Regions from separate parts of the Mus musculus genome. Here region 2 is linked to region 1. Evidence: chromatin contacts called from public HiChIP or PLAC-seq data. All regions are on one chromosome and are shown on one strand. Each heading gives the region's core, a stretch centred on a gene start, on an enhancer-like site or on the middle of the called end of the contact. The rest is flanking DNA. Distances are from core to core; before and after follow the strand shown. Region 1 has its middle 16 kb from the start of Gm30132. Region 2 has its middle 8.9 kb from the start of Gm39228.

The links. HiChIP or PLAC-seq counts read pairs in DNA pulled down with a chosen protein or histone mark.
Region 2: an H3K27ac HiChIP or PLAC-seq map of embryonic stem cells shows a contact between it and region 1, with 5 times the contacts expected there. The contact joins two enhancer-like sites. A contact is called at or near these places in 19 of 484 Hi-C or Micro-C datasets (the C2C12 cell line, the G1E-ER4 cell line, the N1E-115 cell line and 6 more), 4 of 115 datasets of contacts at active chromatin or transcription factors (all in embryonic stem cells) and 1 of 9 other capture datasets (embryonic stem cells).

The regions. Positions count from the first base shown.
Region 1 is chr8:93,439,709-93,446,642 of GRCm38.p6, reverse strand. No RefSeq gene overlaps it. Among named protein-coding and RNA genes, the nearest start is that of Gm30132, 16 kb to the right of the region's middle. Within about 2 kb of position 4,497, at least 4 of the 459 cell types and tissues checked have an H3K27ac peak or open chromatin away from gene starts, as enhancers often do. A contact at or near this core is called in embryonic stem cells, where this site is marked.
Region 2 is chr8:94,188,811-94,195,744 of GRCm38.p6, reverse strand. No RefSeq gene overlaps it. Among named protein-coding and RNA genes, the nearest start is that of Gm39228, 8.9 kb to the right of the region's middle. Within about 2 kb of position 4,459, at least 150 of the 459 cell types and tissues checked have an H3K27ac peak or open chromatin away from gene starts, as enhancers often do. A contact at or near this core is called in embryonic stem cells, where this site is marked.

The DNA of each region.
Region 1 (6,934 bases), core at 3,248-5,747:
TAATGCCACCACTGAGAGAAACTTGTCAAAGTACTGCTTGTGAGGTTCCTGCAGCACCTTGAGACTTCTGCAGCCTCACCTCAGGTGGGTTGGTGAGCTTTTTGGTATTTTTCAGGATTGAACTACAGCTGCTGATGTGTGCCCGGTATCTGCCTGCTGAAGGGACTGGATTGAAGTTGCTGGTTCATGTGTCTGCATAGAGGACTGGTCTGCAGCTGCTGAGTAGTATTTGCTGTTTGCTATTGGACTGAACTGCTGCCAAAGAAGATTGAATTTGTCCCCAAAGAACTATTGCTAAACAGGTCTACTTCCCCCATTGGTGGTGGGCAAGAGGAGAAGTTGAACTCATATTAAAATAGGTTGCAAAAAATTTATGCCAATATAACCTACTAGCCCTTCTATCCACATTGAGATATAAGGATCAATCATCGTTTTCTAGAGGCCAGAACTGCCTGGGTAGCAAGTGCCAAGTTAAACACACAAAACAAAACAAGGCATCTTGGGCCAAAATTACATTTCTGTGGGTGAAGTTGCTTGATTCTAAGCCTAACAACTTGAGTTTTATCTCTGAAGGTCCATGAAGTACGAGAGAACCACTTGCAGCAAATCACCTTACTTGTACTTTTATTCTGTGACACCACACACACACACACACACACACACACACACACACACACACACACACACACTCACACACTCACTCACACACTTAAAAAACAACCAAACACACACACACACACACACAAAAGGCACACACTAAATAGGTATATGTAAATTAAAAATACATACTGAGCATCTCCCCTGAGCTAGAATGAGATATCGAATCCATACTTTATGTGTGTAAATTAAAATTTCATAAAATAAGAAATAGTACAAACAAAAATTAACCCAACAATTCTGTTTTCTGAGTCTATCTAATAACAAAACTAGGAAATGTAAAAACTGTCCCTACTTTGGGTTAAAGTTCATATACTCATCTTGGTATAATCTTGTTTTATATTTATATTTTACTTTGATAGCTGTAAAAACAGTAAATAATCTTTTACAGGCAATAACAACTTTTTACTGTAGAATATAGGTGTTGTACTGAAATTATTTCCTTATTCCAGAAACCACAAGCAATGGAGTATCAATTCTGAGATACATTATTTGAGTTAGAAAATTGTCATCCATGACCATCAGCATGCCATCAACAATACTTAAGTTCTCCATAAACATGGCACAATGACTTCAATGTTTAATTAGAATTGGTTTTAGATACATTGTAGTAGAATTTATTTTATATGCCTGGTCCTTTAAGGGAGACTATATCCTTCAGTGTTGGTTGCCTTTTAGAATTTTTGGAATAGGAGAGGATATAGAAAGCCAGTAGAAGCAGAGAACATGGGAGTAGGATTTAGGAGATTCCAGGAGACAGAAGAATAGGATCAGAGAACAGAGAAGGCAGTTGAGATGGGGGATGTTAAGTTGAGCCCAAGAAGTCGATATTGTTAGGAGACAGGAAAAGAACCCATAAAGAATGTAGCAAAAAGACAAAAAGAGCAGAAAACCTCCATTTAGAGCTCAACATGGCAGGTTATTTTTAGAAAGAAGAAACATTGAAAAGCAAGTGGCCACTAAGTGCCTAAGCTTGATTTCAAGTAACATAGAGAAAGAGGCAGGAAAAGGAGGGATGGATACTTTGTTTCAAAAAGCTGGCAGGGTATTTGCTGAGTCTCTTGTTGGGACATTCTCTTATGGTTTTTAGCGGCAGTTTTTTTTTTCTTCCTTTATCTCATTTTGGGCTATTTGGCTTATGAAAGACTAGTGGGACAACTAAAAAAAAATATGAATGGAATTAGAGAAGTTTGAGAAATAATACTACTAATAGTAATGCAAGAAAAAAATCAAGAAATGGGAAAACAAATAGGTTCATTCCCAGTGGCTGAACCACAAAGAGGGAGATTTCCCCAGGTAGAAGGAGGGGACATATCTGTGTCTAAGGGCAGCCAAGTCAAAGAAGTGAAGAGGTAGGGGGACAAGATAGCCGTTTTACAGGAATCAGGGTTAAACCCACAGCACCTTTTAAGGACAGGCAATCCTGGGTCACAAAACCACCAAAAGCATTCTCAGTAGTTTTACAGCCTATGCCTGCTAATGGTGATGATCTATGAAGTTATGACAAAATAGGATGGCATCCCATAGAAATGATGACCCTAAGATGTTTTAAAGAGGCAATGACATCTTTTAAGGTGCATTTACCTTATGTGCCACACCCACTCCAGTGAAGTCTACGTGGCAGGCCCAAAAGCTTGAACACAGTCCTGAGGTAAAAAGTTTCATGGAAACTTAGTCTCCTGGAGCCTTGGCATCCCATAGCATGAATGCTCCAAACTTGTCCCTATGTCAGTTGGTGAATGGGTCTGTGTGCTCTCCTTCAATATTGTTTGATTATAAGTGCCGCCAAGGAATGATTTGGCATATAGCTAAGTTAGATTAGCCTCCACAAGTGTTCCAAGATCCTAGGAAATTGTTGAGCCAACTTTGGGCTTTGAATTTTGTAAGAATGCTACTCATTCAGGCGAAAAGCCTCCAGTGTTGACAGAGAGATAGTGAGAGAAATCAGGCATTACAATTTACTGGAAAAGAGCTAGAAATCTCAGGGCTAGTTCTACAAAGTAAACTTAGAATAACAGCCGAGTCACTCCCATGTGCAGGATTTTACAATGGCCTAGGAAGAAGGTGGGTTGTGGTCTAAGAAGGAACTAGAGTAAATACTTAGAATAACAGCTGAGTCATTCCCACACTCAAGAATTAACAATGGCCTAGGGTGACAGTGGATTAACTGAGGCAAGGGCATGAATCCCTTGCCCCTGGCTTCTAAGAGTAAGCTGACCTTAGGTGGGGCTGCTTTTTATCCGAGTTTAAAACACTGATTTTAACTTTTATGTATGCATTTCTCTGTTTTGTGTAAAGAGTCATTTTGCATCTAGTAACCTCAATGTACCTTGGATGACCTTAAAGTATCACTTAACTTCCTTGTTTTCTTCTGTATATAAGTCTGATGCTTACTTGAGAACTTACACTCAGATCCAACACTTTCTCTGTTGTTTGTGTCTGTTTGTTACCCTGCCGACTCCTTGCCCACCTGAGTGCCAGAACCCTGATTCTCCTGTGGGTTGAAGGACCAACTGAGTCCAGTCCATGGCACTTATGTAGAAAAAACAGACTTTGAAAAAAAGGGCTAGTAAAAATAGAACTATCTCCCAAGACTGGAAGGGATTGGTAACAGCTGTACTAGAGGATGCCCCTCAATTGCAATGATTGTCATGGTGGAGAGAAGCCAGGAGTTTGGAACAGTACAATAGTGTGAGGGGGATTAAAATCAGGGATCAGTTGATAGGTGAAGGCTGTTATGCTTATGTAAAAGAACAGGTTCAATTTGAAGACACAATCATAGAACAATGTAATTTAGCAGCTTTCTTTGAACACACCAGAAGAGGGTTTCAGATCTCATTACAGACGGTTGTGAGCCACCATGTGGTTGCTGGGATTTGAATTCAGGACCTTCAGAAGAGCAATCAGAGCTCTTAACCACTGAACCATCTCTCTAGCCCTCATTTAGTAGCTTTAAGAGCTTTGGACAAAGTTGAGTCAGGAAAAAATATTTACTGCATTTACAAAAATTGTTTACAAGGCTTAGGGGAAGCCTTTACTGATTTCTCTTCTCTTTTCTCTCCTCTCCTCTCCTCTCCTCCCCTCCCCTCCCCTTCTGTCCCTTCTCTTTCCTTTCCTTTCCTTTTCCCCTTCCTTCCTTCCTTCCTTTCTTTCTTTCTTTCTTTCTTTCTTTCTTTCTTTCTTTCTTTCTTTCTTTTCCTTCTTTCTCTTTAACAAAGATTGATCTCAGCAGTGAACAAAACCATATCTGACCTTGTAGCAAGAGAGGTATTAATAGAGACCCTAGCATTCAAAAATGCAAATTCAGAATGTAAAAGGTTATTAGGCTACCAAAGGTGCAGGCATCATCTGTGGATGATGGATAAAGAACACAACCAATATTGGTTCTTGCTATGTCCACTCCACTGCAGTCTGGTTGGTAGTCCTAAAAGCCTGAAAAGCAGTCCCGAGGCAAAGAATTTTAAGGAAACAGCGTCCTGGAACCTTGGCATTTCAATAGCCCATACACTCAAACCCTGTCCCCGAATTAATTTGGTATATGGATCCATGTGCTTTTTTTCAGTATTGTTTTATTATAAGTGCTTTTAAGGATTGATTTTTGACATATAGCTAAGCCTCCACCAGTGTTCCAATGGTTCCTAGAAAGTCCTTGAAGCCGACCAAGAGCTTGGAATTCAGTAAGAATGTTACCTATTGAGTAACATTCAAATTCACTTCTAGTAGAGACTGTGAAGCTAATTAGGCATTACAATTTACTCAAAACAGAGTTAGAAAAGCTCAGGGCTAGTCTGCATAGTTAATTACTTAGGACAATAGCTAAGTCACACCCGAACACAGGACTACACAATGGCCTAGGGAATAGGTGGGGTTGGTGCAGGTTTCTTCACTAGGCCCAGAGGAATAGCATAATCAAGTATTTACTGAGAACCCCTAGTGGTGGGTTTAACAATAGACTAGCATTGCATCAGAGCATTCACCTGGCTCCATTCTCAGCCTGGTTCCCGCCATCTTTTTATGTATGCATTCCTTTTTGTTTTGTGTCAATGTAACTTGGCAGATGTGTTTGCTTGGCTTTTCTTGTTTTTCTTCTGTGTTAAAAGTCTGGTGTTCATTTGGACAAAATGCATTCAGATCCAGCACACTCTCTCGTGTCTGTGTCTGTCTGTCAATTCTCGCCGACTCCATGTCTACCTGCCAGAACCCCTGATTCCCACGGATTGAGGGGGGCCGACTGAGCCCAGTCCCTGGCAGGTTCTAACATATACCATGCTGAGAGGTCATGCTATAGCCAGTATCAAAAGGCCCATTGTTAATTTTGGGAAATATGGACATTTGAAACAAAACTGTGAACAAGGCATCTCTAAGGGCAATGGTTTTTCTAAATATAAACCAGGAAGATGACCTAGGCTTTCAGGGATATGCAGATGATGTGGTAAAAGTTGTCACCGGCTGAATGAGTGTATGCCCAAGAGAGTTATCACAGGCAATTTCTAACAATTGTGAAGCAAAATTGGGGCCTTGGCTTGAGGCCCTGCAGCAAAAAGTACATGCTGTTTCCCTCTTGTCAGCTAGGAAATAACAAGCAGGCAGCAAAGCTGCAAGTAAGTATTACAGCTCTAATGCATGCTAATGCAGGCAGTGCCGTTCTAGACTGGGCCATAGATACACATCTTATACTGTCCTCCAAATTCTAAAGTTATAAAATAACTACTCGAGTTTATGGTCTTTTAACAGGGACAGTAGGAATGATCTTGGGAAGGAACAGTTTGACTTCCCAAGGATTCATTATGCATCCAGGAATTATAGATGAAGATTGCAAAGGAGGGATTAAAACAGTAGCTTATGTAAAAAGAGATGCAGTTTAACAAAGGAGACAGGGTTGCTCAGCTGTTGTCGTTTCCCTATATCAAAGGCAAAGCTGCTCCAGTAGAAAGACCAGGAGGGTTTGGAAATACTGGAAAATGTGTGTTCTGGAAAACAATTGTTGATGATCAGAGGTCAAAAGTAAAGTTGCAAGTGAACAGCATTAAAATAGGTCTGGTGGATACAGGAGCAGATGAACCTAGTATCACAAAAAGCTTGGAATTCAGAATGGCTACTTCAAATGGTTGATACACAATTTCTAGAGACTGGAAAGTTATCTCAGATGAAAGAAAGTGTGTGGTGACTTAAGTGAGTGGGACCAGAAGGTCAAGTAGGAAAGTTAGGGCCTTATGTGGCTGACACAGCCATTAACTTATGGGGATGATTACAGCAGTGGAGAACTCAAATATTTCAATAGCAAGGACAATCCCTAAAGTAAGGGGTGAGATAGAAGATGCTTCTGGGGAAGGTATTGAAAAATGTCATCTATGCAGATTGTCCCAAAACAGGACAGACTATTCTGAATACCGCACCTTGCATGCTCAAGTGAGAGCTGCAAGCCAAAGGTTAGCTGGGAGTGGAGACAAAGAGACTTCAACAAATAAGTCCAGAACCCAAGATGCTAGAACATATGAAAGTCCAAGAGTATAAAGGTTCAAGAAGCAGTATCCAAGTCACAGGAAAGAGAAACATCACTGTTAGGTTTTGATCACAGTTGTGCGTAGGCTAGATCACATCAGACACCAGAGAACTCTGGAGAAGATACTGGAAAGAATGGGGAAGCCACTTCAAACCTGCATAATTAGTAGCTAAAACAAATGGCTATGTGGTAGGATTTACTTTGTGTGCCTTTCCCTTTAAAGAACCCTATGTCCTTTGCCAATTGCCTTGTGGAATTCTGGCAACAGGAGAGGATCTAAAAAAACCAGCAGAGGCTGAGAGCTAGGAGTAGGATTCAAGAGGTTCCAGGAGACAGAGGAATAGGGTCTGAGAACGGAGAAGAGAAGGCAGTTGGTGACAGTTGAGGCAGGAAAGGCTGAACGGAACCAGAGAAGATATTGATAGATAGGAGAAGAGCCCATGAGTTACCCACGAAGAAATTGGTGAAAAGAGAAAAAAAAATAACACAAACCTACACATCCTCAATGGTCATCTAGTCACTGGGTTTCCTTGAAAACAAAAATATGTTAAATGCTATAGTTACTTTGATTCAGCAAAACAAGTATAAAAATGGAGCTATGCCGGCTCTATTGGGTCATTTTCTGCAGGAGAAACGTGGATACTGTTGCAACCATTTCAAGGAACTCCAGCTTTGTGACTGGAAGCTTCTCCAGAGTCTCCTCAACAGAGGGGATCAAGTTTTTGGATGTGGAACCATTAGAATCTTACCTTTTAAGACGAGGTGTTCATGTGC
Region 2 (6,934 bases), core at 3,210-5,709, 750 kb before region 1:
TACTGGATGGCACCACTCACAATGGACCCTTTCCCCCTTGATCACTAATTGAGAAAATGTCTTACAGCTGGATCTCATGGAGGCATCTCCTCACCTGAAGCTCCTTTCTCTGTGATAATTCCAGTCTGTGTCAAGTTCACACACACACACACACAAAACCAGCCAGTACAATTGACCCCTTGTCAACTTGACACACAAACTCATCACTATCAACCCTTACTTTCTTATTTATCCTCAAGATGCTGTTCTTAAGAAACTGAGGTCATAGCCGGGCAGTGGCGGCACACTCCTTTAATCCCAGCACTTGGGAGGCAGAGGCAGGTGGATTTCTGAGTTTGAGGCCAGTCTGGTCTACAGAGTGAGTTCCAGGACAGCCTGGGCAATACAGAGAAACCCTCTCTTGAAAAAATTAAAAAGAAAGAAAGAAAGAAAGAAAGAAAGAAAGAAAGAAAGAAAGAAAGAAGGAAGGAAGGAAGGAAGGAAGGAAGGAAGGAAGAAAGAGAAAAGAAACTGAGGTCAGAAGACTCTTGTTTTGATTTCTTGGAGTATTTTTTTTTTAAACAAGCACTGAGAAATCACCTCACACAACTTCATGCCTGTTGTGTCAGAGAGGGAGGAAGAGGCGGGGGTGGGGGTACAGAAAAAAAATGATTCATCTACAATGATTAATATAGGAACGGAACCCAGGAACCAACTGGAAGACTTCCCAGTGGCTGAAGCTGCAACGGTCTGAACAAGAAGATGAGGCAATATTGGATTAGAATCTAGATCACAAAACATGTGATCTAATTCACAAAACATTATAATCTAAATCATAAAACAGCGGCCTGGGCTACACAGATGCTTGTGTATCTTGGATCCAGTCCTAGAACAGGAAGGACTTCAGGTGAAAACTGGGGAAATCTTTATAAAGCACAGACTAGTTCACTATAAACAAGCTGGCAACTCAGCTCAGTTGGCAGAGCGCACGTCTCAGGCAAGATGACTTGGGTTGGCTCCCCGGCATCTCATAAAACCAGACCTGATCACAGATGTCTGTAGTCCCAGAATATGGAAGCAGGCAGGGTAGAAGTTCAAGGTTATCCATAGTTACATATTGGGTTTGAGGCCAGCTTGGGTTATGTGAGAACCTGATTTAAAGCTCATGTAGGAATCAACGGGGCTGTGGAGATTACAGCACTTGCTGCTCTCCCAGCGCACCTGGGTTAGATTCCCAGCACCCACACAGTAACCTACAACTGTAACTTGGATGCCCTCTTCTGGCCTCCTCTGGCACCAGGCACACATGTGGTGTACAGATACACATGCAGACAAAACATCCATACATTAAAAAAATAATAATAATATAAAAATAAAAAACCCATTGAAGAAACAACCAGTGCATCGAAGATACAGATAAACAGGTATAGCTTAGAAAAGGAGACCAGCGTGGCAAGAGGCCTAAGACCTGACAGGTGTGTACCCCAGATACTTGTTCTGAATTATGTGTTTAATAGCACCTCTCAAATCATAAGCTCGGGACTGCAGGAGGGAAAGGCCTGTCTTACTTATCGTCATTAATCGGTCCTCATCACGGTCCACCACAGGACAGAGCAAGAAGCAGGAATGAACACACCACTGCTTCGCTCCGTGGCTCCCCCTTAGCCTTCCGTGGCTCCCCCTTAACCTTCCGTGGCTCCCCACGACCCAGGAAGTGAGCAGGTAAGACTCTGTCTCCAGGCATTTTCTCGTTCTGCTTCCTCCACTGGGTCAGGCAGGGCAGGCTCTGGGATGGGTGTGTATGGTAAGGGGACACAAAGATGCCAGTAGTCCTGGGCTACCCTCTTGGCTTCTTACCGCCTAGGGAGCTCTCTATGGGGATTCAGGGTTGATTTTTCCATCGCACACCAGGCCCACATGACCCGTATGTCTCTGGGGAGCCACTTAATATTGACACAGACTTGAATTTTACCCTGGGGAGAGTTTTCTCAGGCCGGAGAGTGGGGACCAGGACAGGAGAAACAGCTTCTGTGAGCGTGTTTCACAGTAGACAAGGAGTGACGGCGATAGAGTCTTCTGATACTCGAATCAGTGGGCAGTTCTTCAATGCTATGGGGGAAGGCCCCCCCTTCCACAAGTTTCCTCCCCAACAAAGGGATGTCAGCCCAGACTCTGGGTGTGGTCAATAGAATGAAGCCAACACTTCTTTGCTGGGAGAAGAAAAGGTGGGGCCCAGGGGACCACTCTTGGAGTGCAGGACCAAGGAATTAGCCTAGAGTTGGGCTGTAGGATCTGCACTGTGGTCTTGGGGCCCATAGTTGGGTCAAGTATCTTCGATGAATGTCCTTTGAGACTGCTTTCACAGTGAACATCTGAGGGACTGTGTCTGGCTGGAGAAATTGGTGTACAAGAGACCAAGGAATTCCTTACATCCAAAAGCCACAGAGACAAAACCTGGTTAATTAAAACCAGCAAAGAGGTGGAGAGAGAGGACGGGTCTAGACTATACTCCCCTGGCTCCATCTTGTCATGTCCAGTGGCAGCCAGCCAGTCACAGCTGAAGTTGACATAGCTTCTCAGGTTGCTGCTCTCTGGACTCAGGCCTGCTTGGCCACTGCTCCTCAGGGCTGCAGACCTGAGAGCCTGCACTTACCCTCTTGAGCCTTTTTACTCTCTTGTAAACAATCTCTTTATTAAGCTCTGCCCAATTACTCATTGATTTCCTGCCAAGACTCTAGCAAGTATAGAAAGCAGCTCCCAGGGGAAATCAGGGGTAGGCAAGGCCCCAGGTCCCATTAGAGAACCTGCTGGTGGCCAGGTCCACCTTCTCCCCATTCAAGACAGCTGGACTTCCTCCGACTGAGGGAGTGGGCCGGTCATGGAGAGGTTACCTTGTTCCCTGTAGCAGTGGCCGATGGCAAGACCAAAGGGGTGATGTCAGCTGTGTCAACTCTGTACCCCAGCCAGGCTGTGCATGAGACACAGCCTGTCACCTGGCCACACGCAACTGCTATACTCTCACTCTCTGGAACTCCTGCTCTCTCTCTTAGACAAGGTCTCATTGTGTAGTCTCAGCTGGCCTGGTCCTTACTATCTCTATGTAGTGCAGGCTAGCCTAGAACTCAGAGATCTGTCTGCCTCTGTCTACTGAGTGCTGGGATCAAAGGCATGTGCTACTGTGCCTGGCCCTTTTTTTTCCCCCCTTGAGTGTCTCATTCTGTAGCCTAGGCTAGGCTAGCCTGGAACTCACCATGTAGTCTAGGCTAGATTGAACGTGTTGCAATCCTCCTGCCTAAGCCTCTTAAATGCTGGTGAGGGTCTAGAAGTCAGATAGAGCCCTGAGAGGCAGACAATAAAAAGAGAAGCCACCACTAGGTGACAAAAATGGCGAACCCAGGCTTCTTCTTTACCCTTCTGACCAAGGCCTAACATCTTTTTTTTTTCTTTTTTCTTTATTTATGTAAGTACACTGTAACTTTTTTCAGACACACCTGAAGAGGGCATCAGATCTCATTACAGGTGGTTGTGAGCCACCATGTGGTTGCTGGGATTTGAACTCAGGACCTCTGGGAGAGCAGTCAGTGCTCTATTAACCGCTGAGCCAACTCTCCAGCCCGGTTTATCATTTTCTAAGTCTAGTTTTCCGCTATTCCTGTCAACCTCATGGATCCCGAAGTCCTTTTTTAATGAATTTGCCTTGCCTAATTTACCTAGACCTCACCCCTGCAGCTTGTGCCCAGAGAATCCCAGATGGTATAGGGCTTGCTTTCAGAATTCACACAGTACGGTGGGTGCCCTCTCAGAAGATGTCCAGCCACCCCGCATCCCTTGAAAAATGAGATATACAGCATTTCCCATGGAAACGCAAGTCCCAGGCTTGGCCCACCAGTTCTTGTGGCTGCCATTTAGAATAGGTTCTTTACAGTCACACATGTCACTCTAGTTACACACACGCCCTGGGGGCCCTTTTGTTAGATGCTCCACGTGCATTTTGAATTTACACTCTTCAGAAGAGAGAATCTAACTGGTTTCTCTCTTTTGAACTACTATGGATTATATAGGGTTGGATAGGGTATCATGCCAAGCCCTCAGACTTAACTTCCTGCTTCCTCCGCTCATCCACCGACAGTTTCCCTGCTGTGGGCAAGACGTGGTCACGTGAAGGAGTGAGTGAGGGCCTTAAAGATGGCTCAGTGGGTGAAGGTACCTTTTAGCCAAACTGGGCGATCTGAATTTGATCCCTAGGACATGGTGGGCGAGAACTACCTCCTAAAAATGATCTCTGCCGTGCATACACTTGTCATGCCACATGCACATGAATGTGCGCACACACTCCCCCTAAGTGTAATAAACAGCGTGATTGGTGCGGTTCTGAGTTCCGCTTCCTCCCTCGGGGTGTCTAAGCACCACTGCACACTCCGGGGGTCAGGATGGGGGCATGAAGCGGACGGAACCCGGAAGGGTTGCGTCAGCAGGATCTCGGTCCAGCTGTGAGTTGGGGGCGGGGCTTCTCCGAGGATTTCAGAGTTAGAGCTCTTTTACATGGTGTTCAGTGACTCAGCTTTCTTAGCAGATGACCTGCAGCGAAACTGCTTGCTCCTTTAAATTAGAGGTGAACAAAGGTCATATGAACTGTGAGGAGTGGTTTTCAGGGTGAGAGTAAATTATTGGCTGTGGCGGGGGTGGGGGGTAGGGGGTGGGAATCGGAATGCTTCATTTACATGGAGAGGAATTCCAGGTGCTTTGGAGGCAGGTTCTTAATGGGAGAGATGGAAGTTGAACCTTGGCCACGGACTACATGACTTTCCAGGGGTAGAGGATATGTGCAGGGTCTTGCTCTCCAGATAAGGTCAGGCAAAGAAGGGAAAGCCCCACAGAGAAAGGTAGTCCTCCACTTTGTGCCAAGCTCAGAACCTATCTGGACATGGTGGACTGCCGACCTTAATTGTAGGGTCTTCCAACAAGTAGAGATGTCTTCTGACCTCGTGGCTTCTCCCAAGAGGCCCACACATCTGTCTTAGCTTATTCCATACCAACTACCCTAAAGTCGGGGGGGGGGGGGGACAGGAATGGAGCCATTTAAAGATGGAGATGTTCAAACTGTAGTGGTCCAGCTCAGAAGCAACGCTCTGACGTGGTAACTGATCCCCAAATAACACGATGTAGGTGCAGCTTGCCAGGACTGTAGCCATCTTGATTATCCCTGTGACTATCCTGGAGTAACCCTAGTTAGTGGTCACTGCACAATTTCTTAGCAAACCATGAGTTGATAAGGTGGAGTCATTTATGAGACTTTGCAGTCAGACTGGCAGGATGCACCCGGCTCTTCATGATCATCTTAAGATAAGCCAGCTACCTTCCAGTAGTGTCAAGTCACTTTTGTTCAAGCCTTTAAACTCCCAACTGAGTCAAAATGTGGGATGCCAAATTGGACATTCTGGTGCCTGGGTCCACACTTCTGTCCGTAAATTCCCCCAGTAATTGTCACTCGTTAATTCTAGATGTGTCTGCATCTCTTTGACCTCACAGCCCCTTGTCCTCATCTTTTAGGACTGGGTTGTTCTGGAGGAAACAGAGCCTTGAAGACTTCTATCAGGGGGTCTGTTATATTTATATTTCCTCTCCTCTTGGAAGCTGAGTGGGGTTGGACCTGATTAGTATGTGACTGGCAGACAGTATCCGATACATGCTCATTTAACTTAGAGCACACTTATAGATTGCCTGCTGACTGCCACACACCATGGCTGGATGAGAGGGAGAGAGTCCTGAGTCCCTGATATGTGCCAGGGACTGTTCTAGACACATTCAGGTTCATGGCAGCCCCGTGTGCTCCCCATGATGAGACATGGGACTTGGCCACATGTCATCCTAAGACATGTCCCCAAGACAGGCTACTTGACATCCTAAGTGGGGGAGTGGGTCTAGCTAGCTAGGCAGCCTGGCTCCACAGCCCATGTTCTCAACAACTTGCCAGGTTTTTTCACAATGGTGTACCGAACCTTCTGAAACTAAGCAAGCCGTTCTAAAAATACCCACGCCAAAAGCATTCAATTTACCGTAATCTTATCTCACAGAGGTCTACAATCACCCTGTTCTGCACAGGGTAGAGGGTAATTGAGGATGACCTTTCACACAGGACTTGAAAAAGAAAAGGCTGCACGTTAAATGACTGGTTGTCAGGCCCTGGGAAGACATTGTGTTCCTATCCCCTTAGAGGCTTGGCAGCTGTACTTCTCCAAAACAGAGTTACCAAGGAGCAATGGCTGGGTACGTTTGAAACCCTGGCACCGCCGCTTGCTTCTAGACCAAGACAGAAAACAACACGCCCTTGGCCATGGTCCACAAGGCTTTACCCCAGATTCTTTTGCAGGGAAACGGTGGTTGGGAACAGCATGCCAGCCACACTGGTCAAGCATGCAGAACCAATAGGAGGGTATATCTGCCTGAGTTGGTTTCCATGACAACGGGACCAAGCACAATTCATAGCACGCCATATCAGGTACCTGGGTAACTCTACCATACAGGCATTACCATGTTCTCTCTGTCATCAGTACAGGCAGCCGCATACATGGTTGGGAAAGTGTGTCCAAATACCAGCTTGCGTGAAAAACAAAAAAACATAGAACTACTCAGGTGTGGAGGCTGAGCGTAGAAGAAGGATGAGCACATAGAGAGAATAAGTTTAAACAAATACAATGAGACACAGATGTGAAAATACCATAATGTGTGCTGGAGAGATGGCTCAGCAGTTAAGAGCCCTGACTGCTCTTCCAGAGATCCTGAGTTCAATTCCCAGCAACCACATGGTGGCTCACAACTGTCTGTAATGGGATCCAATGCCCTCTTCTGGTGTGTCTGAAGACAGCTACAGTGTACTCATGTACATAAAATAAATCTTTAAAAAAATATAAAAGAGAAAGAAAATACCATAATGTAAGTTAACTTAAAATGAATA